Regions from separate parts of the Gossypium hirsutum genome. Here region 1 is linked to region 2. The links are chromatin contacts, called in public Hi-C maps. All regions are on one chromosome and are shown on one strand. The core of a region is the stretch at or near the end of the contact, and the rest is flanking DNA. Distances in the headings are between cores, read along the strand shown.

Region 1 (6,536 bases), core at 1,545-4,044, 640 kb before region 2:
TGCTACCAGCTAAGGTCTTTTTATTTACTTTAATAAATAATTGCCACTAAAAATAACAACTATTTATTTTTAAATATAATTATTTTTAATAAATAATAATATAAAAAACCCTTCTTTTTTTACATAAATGTCACATATCAACTCAATTAAGAAGTTATAAAAAAAAATCATTTCTTTGATAAAGTAGTACTAACAAGCATTAAGATGAAATCATGAAATTTGGGAAATGATAGTTACGGGGTTACCCCTGGACTTCATGCATACTTAAGAAGCGAAAATTCGTTTCTAAAAATAATTACCAATAAATATGTCATAAAACAGTTCTGGATTACAAAGATTTAGGAAAAAGAAAAAGAAAATCCAATGCCATGAAATCATCAAATTTGTAAAATGTGAAGTATATTATTATTATTATTAACAAAAATTAAAAAAATTAATTTACAAAATTTAGCATCCAATTGAGTCTTTAAAAGATGAAAAATTAATCAATAAATCTCCTTCCTTAATGTTGATCATGTTTAATTGTTAAGTTTCATTGATGTGACTAATAGACCAATTAAACAACAGCACATGACAACCAATTACATCAAAACCTTTTTAAAAAATAATAAAAATATCCTAAAAATAAATATTTTTTAGAAAATAATTCTTAAAGAAATCACAAAATAAAAATAAAAATATGGGAAATTATTAATAATTATAAGAAGTTATAAAAACTTATCAAATTTACTAAAAACTAATAAAAATCACATTTGGAATGAGCTTGGATAAATGGTTGTTCAAATTCTTTTAAATATATTTCCATTTTAAAAATAAATTTAATAATTTTTAAATAATTCTTTCATAATAATTTTTTTAATTTTTACAAATTATTTAAAAATCACAACTAGAATGAACTTGGACAAACTATTGTCCAGATTCATCCTAAATGTGTTTTTTTATATTTACTTTTAGGATTTTTTTTGCTGATGTCATTATGATATACACTGATTGTCTCGTATCGTTGTCCAATTAGTCTACCAACTACGTTAGCGAAATTTAACGGTCAAACATGATATATCAACGTTAACGGAGGGACTTCATTAATTAATTTTTCATCCTTTAAGAACTTCATTGAATTCTAAATTTTATTAAAGGCTTAATTAATTTTTAGTGAAGCTTTGCTTACTAATAAACCTTCAGTAAATGATAAGATACGAATACAAACTCGTAAAACCTTTAAGAAAATACAAACTCATATGGTATGTTTTAAGGTAAGGAGAACTTGTGAACCTTGTTCCTTTAACAGGTATATTAATACAAAAATGATAAAAAAATGCCTCTTTTTCTTTTTGCTGATACTCAAAACAACCGTCTCACCCAAATATAGCTGCCTTAATTATTTAGGTATACTATATGACCCAAAAGTCCTGGAAATCTTTATAATTCCTTCTCACTGTTGAGTGAATGATTACATATAGAGAGAGAGAGGGGGGGATTACATGGCATCACTGCATTTAATTTTTTTTTTTGATGTAATTAAGAATTTCACCCTTCTAGAAATTTTAATTTTCTACCCTATAAAAACTTAAAGATTATTAACCTAAAAATTAGCAATTCATTGTTAAAAGAGAAATGAAATTCACTTTTTTTATTTGTGTTGTCCTACTGTCGTTACTTGTCTTGTCATCTCACGTTTATAGCAAACATAATGTCTACTTTTTGTTAATTGGAAGAGTGTTGTGGCCCAAAAGAAAAAAAGGTGCTCTAAATCAAACATAGAACATGAGATTAATTGAGGGAGTTGATGAATTAGATTCCCCTATACGGAGCAACTCTCATGTGGGTTGTGGTCAAATTTTACGTCTTCATAATGATGGCTATTCTCTTTCATTATTATTAGATTAATTCATAACCTGTGTGGTTATACTTTTTGAGACTAATCAAATTAAAGATTAAGCGGTTGCCATGTAAAATCAAAGAAAGCAAAAGGCACGGGGCAGAAAAACATGCATTTTTATAACACATTTCTCCTCTCCCTCCTATCTTCCACGTGTAGGTTTTTGGGCCATTTCACTTACCTAAATAGTATCCAACACGTGGCCTTTCTGTTTTTATGCAATATTGTGACACTGTATATACCTAAGTTTATAAACATTCATTCTCTACCCTCTCTTTTATTTTTATTTTTTTTGTATAAATTAAACCCATCTATCCTTATATCACATGTGTTTATCAAAAAAATTTATACCATAATAATACGTATATCAAAAAAATGATCTCAAGTAAAAAGAATAAAATATCTGACAGTCGAAGGTGTAAAACCCAGCCCACAGTGTAAGGTAGCTAAGTCGCCACAAAGGGCATCATGTCTTTCTTGGTTTAGGGGACCATGAAAGCTCAGTGGCTCCGACCCCATCATCCCTCTTTTCTTGTCGTTGAGGTGGTTTTTAGGAGTTTCTATATATTTCATTTGTTTCAATGAAATTGATTATAATTAAAATTTTTAATTAGATGACATGATGAAATTAATTAACAATGTTTAAAATTATACATTATGAATATTTTATTTTATTTATTCTTGAGAAAAAATGGAGGTGGTTTTAGAGGTGGCTTTCAGATGGATATTAAGGTCGAAGGTCATAGTTGGGATGTGGGCGTGCCCCCCGCTCTCACACTTCTAACCCATATATTTTGGGGCGTAGGGCCCATGGTTCCTTTTTTTTCCACCAATATTACGGGACCTACTTTCCCTATATATATTCACCCATTACTTTCCTCCCCTTCTATAATGTCTAGTTTTTAGGTGGTTGGGTCTTTTCAAGGGCATAGACCCCATGCCCAAAGTACACCAATGGCCATCATACCAAAACTTTTCCATGCATCTTTCAACCATTCCATGCCCTAACCATTATAAATTATCATCGCTGCATCACCCTCTCCATCTCTACGCATTCCTCTCTTTCTCTTTCTTTTTATCTTTCTGTTATTCCCTCCCCGTTTGCCCGTCTCTTTCATTTTCTTTCACACTTGAAGACGAGAAGAGAAGATCATCGGGTAATGTCAGAAGAAATGAATCTATCAATAAATGGTCAGTCTCAGGTCCCTCCTGGTTTTAGATTTCATCCCACAGAGGAGGAGCTTCTTCACTATTACCTCAGAAAGAAAGTAGCTTATGAAAAGATAGACTTGGATGTTATTCGGGAAGTTGATCTTAACAAGCTTGAGCCCTGGGATATACAAGGTAGCTACTGACAAATTGCCGTTATTAAACACTGCATCTTTTTCTTCTTTATTTTTTTTAAATGAAATCCTGATGGGGTTTGTTGATGATATGCAGAGAAGTGCAGAATAGGATCCACCCCACAAAATGATTGGTACTTCTTCAGCCACAAGGACAAGAAATACCCCACGGGGACCAGAACGAATCGGGCAACAGCTGCCGGATTCTGGAAAGCTACTGGACGTGACAAGATCATTTATAGTAGCTTTAGAAGAATTGGGTTGAGGAAGACATTGGTTTTTTATAAAGGAAGAGCTCCACATGGTCAAAAATCTGATTGGATTATGCACGAGTACAGGCTTGACGATACCAACACCCTTGACTCTAATGTAAGCATTACTTTACAATATCTTTGTATGTATATAATATAACAAAAAATATCCTCTTGTACGTATCTTTTTTGGTTATATTAAAATATTAAATGGGTGCGCTACAGGCACCCAATCCCATTGGCGATTCTATGGCTGAAGAAGGCTGGGTGGTTTGCCGTGTATTTAGAAAGAAGAATTATCAGAAAACCCTAGAGAGTCCCAAAAGCTCCTCCTCCACTTCCCTTGATTCCAAGACGCAGATGCTTTGCTCAGGCAACGACGGGGTTTTAGATCAATTTTTTCTTTATATGGGAAGGACTTGCAAGATGGAGAACGATTCATTGAATATTCCCAACGCCAACACCAACAATCATCTAAGAATGCTAGTTGCGAACAACGCAGGAGGAATCAGCGATGGGTTACATGAAAGTTTTATGCACCTCCAGAGGCTGGAAAGCCAATCTCTCCCAGCCCTTCCCATCTATACCGCACACTTTGATCAGCATCGAAGCTTCAAGCCATGTTCCCAGTCCATAGACGATATGCTGACTGAAATTGAACCCTCTGCTGCTGCTGCTGGTTTTGACAATACTAATAATGAGTCCAAAAATGGCGTTAATGACTGGGTCACTCTGGACCGCCTTGTAGCATCCCAGCTAAATGGTCAAGTAGAGACAAGCAAGCAACTATCATGTTTTACTGACCCTAATGCGGTTTTCGGTCTTTGTCACGATGATGATGAAGATGATGATGATATTCAATTATCGCACATAAATATGCACAGATCAAATCAAAACCCCCAGGTCTACAGCAACGAGAATGATCTATGGAGCTTGACTAAGTCATCGTCACCGTCGTCATCAGATCCCTTGTGCCACCTGTCGGTATAACAGAGGTAAATACATGTCAAGGTCATACAAACAAGCCTGCTCATTTCCTCAAGTATTCTTAATTAGGTATACGTGGACATACATATTATACACATGTATTTTGCATAAATAAGGTTGAAATATGAGAGAGATGAGATGGCATCAACCCATTACACTTTTACTTAATAACGGTGTCGTTTAATCACCACTCATCTTCTCTGGAAGGGTTATTATAGGGATTAGAGTCTGGTTAATGTGCTCTTTTTTTAATTTTCCTACTTGTAATCATTTCCAAAGTGGATTGTGATCTTACCCTAATTCGTTAACTATCTTGAAAAAATGCTTGACAAAAGTTTAATCATAGCTTATTGCTGACTTTAAGAGTCTCACCCAAAAACAAATGATTATATCCACTTGGTTGCAGTACATTGGAAATATGGAATCATTAATTTGCAAATGAAAAATTAACCTAAACTATTCAATCTGTTATGCTCAAGATTGGGACTTTTAAGATACCGTTGTCTCACCTAACCAACCACAACTTTTCTACGATTTTTCTTTTTTTAAAATTCCATAAATTTTGTATCAAAATTACATTTTAATTAATTAACTTTTAAAAAGTTATATAACATTATCGAATTTTTATATTTTTTACCACTCATTTTTATCTTCTATTACTTCTTAATAGAATGATGACATGACATGTTAACTTAAAAGGTTAATAACTAATTTGGCTCTCAAACTAAAGTCAAAATTTCATTACCATACTTTTAACAATTTTTTAGTAATAGTTCTAAAATATCTTAATATTCATAAAATTCTAAAGAGATAAATTGGTGAAGTTGCACCGTATGAATGAGCCCACTTTTTTTCTCATCACTTGTCGTTGATCCTCCTCATACAAAATTAATTAAGATGGGATCTTGTTAAGGAGAACATAGTTGCTATTATCCATTTATCTATTATTTTGTAGTGATAGAATTTTAAAAAAATATCTAGAAATTTTTCTAAAAATATTAGATTTTTACATTATTAATTTTTTGAATTAAAAAATATAAAATTACTAACATAGTATGTCCAAATTTATCTGAATTAGAACACCCATTAATCTAAGTTTATCATGCACATTTATTTATCAGGGTTCATTATGCACATGAAAAATAAAATAAAACAATCAATTTTTATATTATCATTTTTTAAAATAACAAAAAAATAAATTTACTAAAATTGTACGCCCAAAGCAAATGGGCGTAATTAATCTAGGCTCATTATGCACATGAAATTAAAAAAAAATACTAGTTTTTATATATTATTATTTTTTGACATTATAAAAAATAGAAAAGTATTAAAAAGTGCATGCCCCAGAAGGAGTCTAGTTTTGACTAATTCTGAACATTCATTTGTCTTAATTCGTTATGCACGTAAACTAAAAAATATATTTTTTTAATTCTAAAAATTATAATATTTTTAAAATTTTTGATAAAAATTAATAGCATTAACCAAATACTTCTAAATAAATTAATAATTTACAAGTTTAAATATTAATTAAGTTCAAAATAATTTTAAGTTTTAATTAAGTATAAATAACCAAATTTAGTGACTAAAATATGCATTAACTCTGGTAAAATGCAGGTATGTTCTCATCTATATGAGGAAAAGAAATGAATTTTTTTTAAAGAAATTACTCTATTTAGAATTTTAAGGTTTAAAAAAAATAATATAATTATAATATAAAAAATATATATTACAATTTTACAAAATAAATTGTGAATTTTAATTTTTTTTAGATTTTTCTAACATTTGTAGATATTTTAAAATCATTTTAGAATTATTTTTAAAAAAATTTAAAAGTATCAAAATGATATTTTAGTTATAATTTAGGTGTTAAATTAGTTATTAATTCTTTGAGTTAATGTGTCATATTATCATTTTGGTAAGAAGACAATGAAAATTAAACATATAAGTGATTAAAATATAACAATTTGATAACGTGAAAATTAAATACTCAAAATATAATTCTAATTAAAGTTTGGTGATGGTTGATAAATAAAAATAACAAGGCGAATATCTTTAAGGAATTTGGATAAGATGTTG
Region 2 (6,117 bases), core at 2,479-4,978:
AATTGTGGTGTTATTGAGGACAAATTGATTAGGCACTTAGGTTGATTGTTTTGGCATGTTTTAGGCTTGTTTAAATGTGTTTTTAAAGTATGGAAATGGTTGGTTTTGATTTGGCTTGGAACCTAAGTGTTAGATGAAAGTTTTACCTTGTTTGGAAGCTTTTTAAGGTGTACACGGCTTGGCCACATGGCCATGTGTCTTATTAATTTTTAGGTGCAAGATTTTTCACATGGTCATAGTTAGTTACACAGTCTGGTCACATAGGCATGTGTGGAAGCCACACGGCCGTGTGACCCATGTTTCTAAAATTTTCAAATTTTTGCATATTTTTCTGTTTTGATTCAAATTAGTCCCAGATTGTTCCTAAACTACTTTTAAAGCCCCGTAAGCTCAATTTAAGGGTTGTAAGCATATTTGCACCTTGATTGTTATAAACTATCGAATGTTATCATTTATTTTATATTTTTGTTTCTGTTTAATGATAAATGTCTTGATTTGTACAGTAATGCTCCATAACCCCAATCTAGTGACGGAGATGGGTTAGGGGTGTTACAGCAGCAGTGAAGTGGCGGCCAGGGGCTTTGAAAACAAAAAATAAAGTAAAAGAAAAGAAGAAGAAGCGGGAGAGAGAAAGGAAAGGTGGATCATTTGGTGCTTCTCCGATCGGTGGTGACTCAGAGGAAATGAAAGAGCAAAAGGAAAAAAGTTGGCTAGAGAACAAACGCCGATGACAACGTTGGAGCGCGGTTGTAATGCATGCTAGCTGTGGCAAGGGTTGGGAAAGAGAGGTGGAGAAGAAGAAGAAAAGAAAAGAAAAACGGAAATGGGAAAGAATAAAAGAAAAGGGAAAAACGAGAAAAGGAAATAATAAAAGAAAAAGAAAAAGGAAAAAAGCAATGACATCATGATGATGTCATTATGTCACATGTCACAATTTCATTATGCCATTTGTCTAAAACTTAATGGTGTTAAAAAAAAAGTATCAAACTAGTAGACGAAAAAAAGCTCAGGTACCAATCTGGGACAAAAAAAACCCATAAGTACCAATATAAGAGAAGTGAACAAGTTCGAAAACAAATTTTATATTTAATCCTAAGTTGAATTGTTAGAGGCGTGCTATGCTGTTGGTTACATAAAATATTATGTAATCTGAAAAATTCTCATATGCAATACATGAGTAATTTAACATGTCATGTAAATTTCATAAATGAGTTCAAGAGATAAATGATTTTAAGATGTGTTCTATTTTCATAAGTGGAGATCAAATTTCCGATCATATGATTAAAAGATGAGGTAAGCAATTATCACACTACATTTCATGATTAGTTGTGAATACTTAACACTCATGTAGAGCTTGTATTTATTTAATGCAAATGTTTTGAGTTTTATTCTAATTTTTCTCGCAATTATAATTAATATCCGGATCACCAACTTAGTAAATAAATTATAGACTCCTTTTATATATTCTTTAAATAAAAGAATTAAAAATTACAAATCCATCTTAAGTAGTATTAAAATAAAAATTCATTACCTTTTCATCTACATTCATTATTAAATAAATTTTAAACAAAAAAACATTTTATTTCACCTTCGAATGTGAAAATTATATAACTTATAAAGACATTGTCAATTTGTTCTATCTTTTTTTTTTCTCTGAAACCCTAAATCTGTATAAAATGCAGCCTCTCCTTCGGAATATAACCTGATTGAAACACTAGGGTGGTTTTAGAATTGCGCTAGGGATCACTGTGTAATGGATGCCTTCTTTAAATGTGATTAAAAGAAGTATTTCATGTTTTAATTGTTTGGAGACATGAAAGACACAATCCTAGTCTAATAGCATCCCAAAGTGGTTTGCTGAATTTGTTTTGTTTGATGGATACATAAAAATATGTAATCAAACAAGCATATCGTTAGCTAGTTGAAAGGCAAAGAAATTAAGTTTATAAAGCAGGAAGAGTGATTAGCTTATGATTAATAAAGCCGATTGTGATGGCCATAGGATAGGAACTCTCAAGAAGAAAATGATTTCACTTGAAAGTGGAGGAGAATAAGGAGTAATGTTACATTTATATGGCTTGGCTTCATGATAATCCATATTAAGGAAAAGTTTGATATATAACTTCTGTGAAGCAGCAGCAAATTCAACTGCATCTCTGAAAGATAGCAGTCCTCAACATCTCCTCGCTTATAAATCCAGCAGGTAGTATGACAACAACATCTTGAAGCACTAGCTCATTCACGGTTGATACACTGGCATGGTGCACATGAAGCTCCAGGTCTCTAAGGGCATCCATCAGTCTCGCAGCTGGGTAATTGATATCTGGACACTGAACTCGGATCATGGCTTCTGACCCTACAATCTTGACATCAACTTCCATTGTATTTGGTCCATAATCATAGGTCGGCCTTATACAGTTAAATGTGGATGCATTTCTTTGGTTATTCGAAACATTGATGGCATTCAACTTGGATTTTTGGGATTGAACTTTGAGTTTAACATCCAGTTTATCAATCTTAGATCTGAGCTCCTTGATGTAGGCTACTGCATCTGAAAGCAAAGATGCTTTGTCCATCTTGGACACGGTAGGAACCACAGATCGAAGTGCATAGAATCGATGATTAAGTTTCTCACGCCGCAGCCTCTCTGCTTCCACGTGGTTTGAAGGGGTTGTTTTTCCGGTCCCCGACTTTCTTCCTCTCTTCTTCGACCCAACGCTAAACTCCATCTCAGAATCAGCACCGGAGTCCGATGACGAGCGGCGTAATAAACCGCTAGTGTCCTTCTTGGCCTCAATTTGTTGCTTTCGGTCATCAAGAATCCACTCCTTTTGATCACTTGCAACCTTGCCGAAATCAAGAAAAGGGATTTGGGTTGACATTTGGAGCTGAGATCCAAGGCCAGGATGCTTGGAACCAAGACAGTTTATCTCAGAACCGAATATTGATTTTGCAAGTTGCACTAAGCCCCAATTCTCTTGGATCATTTCTGAAGATCCCAATTCAACTACTCCGAAGGAAGTCGAAAGGAAGACTATGGTCTGGATTCCTCGCATTCGAGCTTCTGTGACTCGCTCGCATTCATACAGTTGGAGCTCCTGATCTCCACACAACCAAATATAGGAGCCTGAGCCGAAAGCCTTCCCAACAATGTCATCTCCTATAGCAAAAGATCGGTTTACTGATACGGTGTAATACCACTCGTAGTCAGTGACATCGCCATCCACTATCCTCTCAATATCTATCTCTTCACAGAAAACGGATTGAATATCTTTCCCCGATCTTCTTCTCCCAAATCTGGGTTGGCTTAGCTTATTTCCGGATTTGCCTGCAAAACCCTTGGTCCCTTGGAAATATCCATCACCCCATGATAATACGAGGTGGCCTTGAGCATCCCTGGAAGCTTGCCAGAAGATGCAGTATACCCACCATTCAGGCCTGCTTTGAACGATGAACTGGAGGCGCTGTTGCAGCGTCGGCGGAGGGGCGTCTTGGCCGAAGCTAATCATCGAAGATGAAGAAGATGATGACATAATACTGCTGCTCCCTGATCCAACCCAATTTCTTTCTGATAAGGTTTTCCAAACTACTAAAAGCTAAAAAACCCAAAGAGGGATTCGGCGGCAGCAAGCTAAAATATACAAGGAAAAATTGAAGGGATCAGCAGCAAAAACAAAAGGGCAATGGTGTGGGGGCGTTCGGGGAAAACAAGAATTTCCTGGGCATTAAAAGGCCATCCGTGTGGGAACTGTTTTTTGGGCATGCTTGGCACCTTTATCACGTGAAAAATCCTAGTATAGGCTGAGCTCCAAAGTTGAAGATGTGATGTGATATTGATGTGCATCGTCTCTATTCGTTGCGAGGTTCAGGCTTCCTCTGGGGTCGCACCTTCCGCTTGTCATTTCCAAATTCGATTCACTACTTCTGGACATTTCAATCTTCAACTTGTCTTCTAGTACTTGTGTTATATTCACTTTTTATTTTCTAAGACTTTTCAAAATTTAAAATTAATATAGTTAAATTAATTTTATTAAATTTAAGTTTATTATAATATATATTTTTTAATTACATTGTACATTTTATTTCAAAATATCACATCAATTAAAAAGTTTAATAGTATTAACAAAGTAAACTTAACTTTTTAAAGTTAAAGAATAGAGGGACTAAATTTTAAAAATAAAAATACAGTTATTAAATTCAAAATTTGTAAAGAGTACAATAAACTTATAGCATATTTTAGATAAAAGTATTAATGAGGTCTCTATATTATGAGTCAAATTATATTTTACCACCTATACACAAAAAATAGGGATATTAGTTTTTTTACATTAAATGAAAGGGTAAACTAATCTTTTTATTCTACTATTAAAATCTGGTCGTTAAATATAAAGTACACTTCAAATGGATAAAAATTTTTAATAGAAAAGATCAAAAATTTTACTCATTTTTTAAAAAAGGCGTAAAAAACAATTTAATTTTTAACACAAAAATTTCATAATATTTTTTATTATATTTTTAAGTTAAAATCCTATTTTTAATTATATATGTAAATAAGTGATTTAACAACTCAATGTCCTAACTTGGATAAGAGTTTTGTGGCCAAGAAAACAATCTGAAAATCACAAGCTTTTAACTTATATTATCCACTCATTTCCCAATTCTCAATTATTTGACCCTAAATCTTAACTACTAACTGACTATCTGGCCTTTATAAAGAAATGTCAATTCGTCAATAAGAAAGTTCAAAATCCTTATCAAGGTGTAAATGTTTAGAGTTATTAATTTTACGATTTCCGTTTTCCCTTTTGTTTTTAATGAAAAAGAAAATATTGAATAAAATGTGTTTAGTTGAAAGTTTTAAAAATATTTTTAGAAAATAAAAACAAAAATATATGGAAATTAAAAATAATAAAAGATATTTTAATTGTTTTCATTAAAAATTATTTATAAAATTAAAAGAAATTGAAAGCAATGGTTTTCTAACGTTAATTAAGTACCAATTGAATTAATTTATTATTATTTGATATACTACAATACATGTAAAAAATAATTCTCCTATCAAACAGAATTGACATTGGTTCAATTTCGTATAAACACAAAAAAGTATTTTTTTTCAACAATTTTTAAATAATAAATTTGTGACCCTAATACAAATTCATATAAACGTAATATTTTTTTATTTTATTTCTCAAGTTTCTATTATAGTAAGATAGGTATCAAACATGCTTGCATTATTGAAAGAAATATTTTTATTTACTAATGTGTTTTCCAATTTTCAGAAAATAAAAAAAATGCTTTTAAAAAACAAAAAACGAAATAAAATAAAAATATATTTAGAAACCAAACTGAGTCTTAATTTCCAATTCATGTCCTAGATTTTTTTTCTTTTTGGGTAAAATGCAATATGAAGTTATTAATAAAAATTTGAGATTCCTTTTTGAAATAAAGACCACAAACGGTAATTCCATTTATCAAATCAAATAATATTTACATTTACAAGGTCACAAATAGAGGTGCTTATGGGCCGGGCCGGGCCGAGTTCGGGCAGGGCTTAACTAAAAATTTAGGCTCGCCCGAGCCCAAAAAATAGGTCTAAAATTTTACCCAAGCCTGACCCAAATAAAAATACTAAAACTTGGGCCCGGCCCGGCCTGTCCGTATTTATTTTTATATTATTTTATATAATTTTTAAATATATATAATACATCAAAAATACTAAAAAAATCAAAATAAATATTTTCCAACAAATTGAAAATAAATTTTAAAAAATATGTAGACTTATATATCACTAAGATAGATGCAACTTAACAAGCAAATACCTCTAAAATAATAAAAAAATTAACAAATGCCTTAAAAATAATAATAAAATTAATAATAAAAAAAGTTTTATACAATATCCAAATAATAACAACAAAATAGTAGCAACTAATAGTAATATGGTAGCAAAATAAGGAGAAAACAACAAGAAAATAACATTCAAAAACAAAAAAAAAATAGCAGCTTTTTTTTGTCATTTAGTGAATTCGGGCCGGGCCTGGCCTAGGCCAAAAATACCTTACCCGAGGCCCGACCCATCTTTTTAAACGGGCCTTTTTTTTCCAAGCCCATTTTTCGAGC

Evidence for each region. A called contact is a pair of places that touch in the nucleus more often than the background predicts.
Region 1: a Hi-C map of leaf shows a contact between it and region 2, with 2.3 times the contacts expected there. The contact joins the promoter of LOC107942131 here to the promoter of LOC107914915 in region 2. A contact is called at or near these places in 2 of 34 Hi-C or Micro-C datasets (callus and leaf).

What each region holds. Positions count from the first base shown.
Region 1 is chrA08:83,324,241-83,330,776 of Gossypium_hirsutum_v2.1, reverse strand. It overlaps LOC107942131 (NAC domain-containing protein 43), which reads left to right and starts at 2,794. Exons shown (of 3, transcript XM_016875777.2): 1 at 2,794-3,223; 2 at 3,320-3,591; 3 at 3,699-4,760. The coding sequence starts at 3,040. The coding sequence ends at 4,463.
Region 2 is chrA08:82,687,861-82,693,977 of Gossypium_hirsutum_v2.1, reverse strand. It overlaps LOC107914915 (transcription factor MYC2), which reads right to left and starts at 3,728. Exons shown (of 1, transcript XM_016843969.2): 1 at 1,949-3,728. The coding sequence starts at 3,533. The coding sequence ends at 2,145.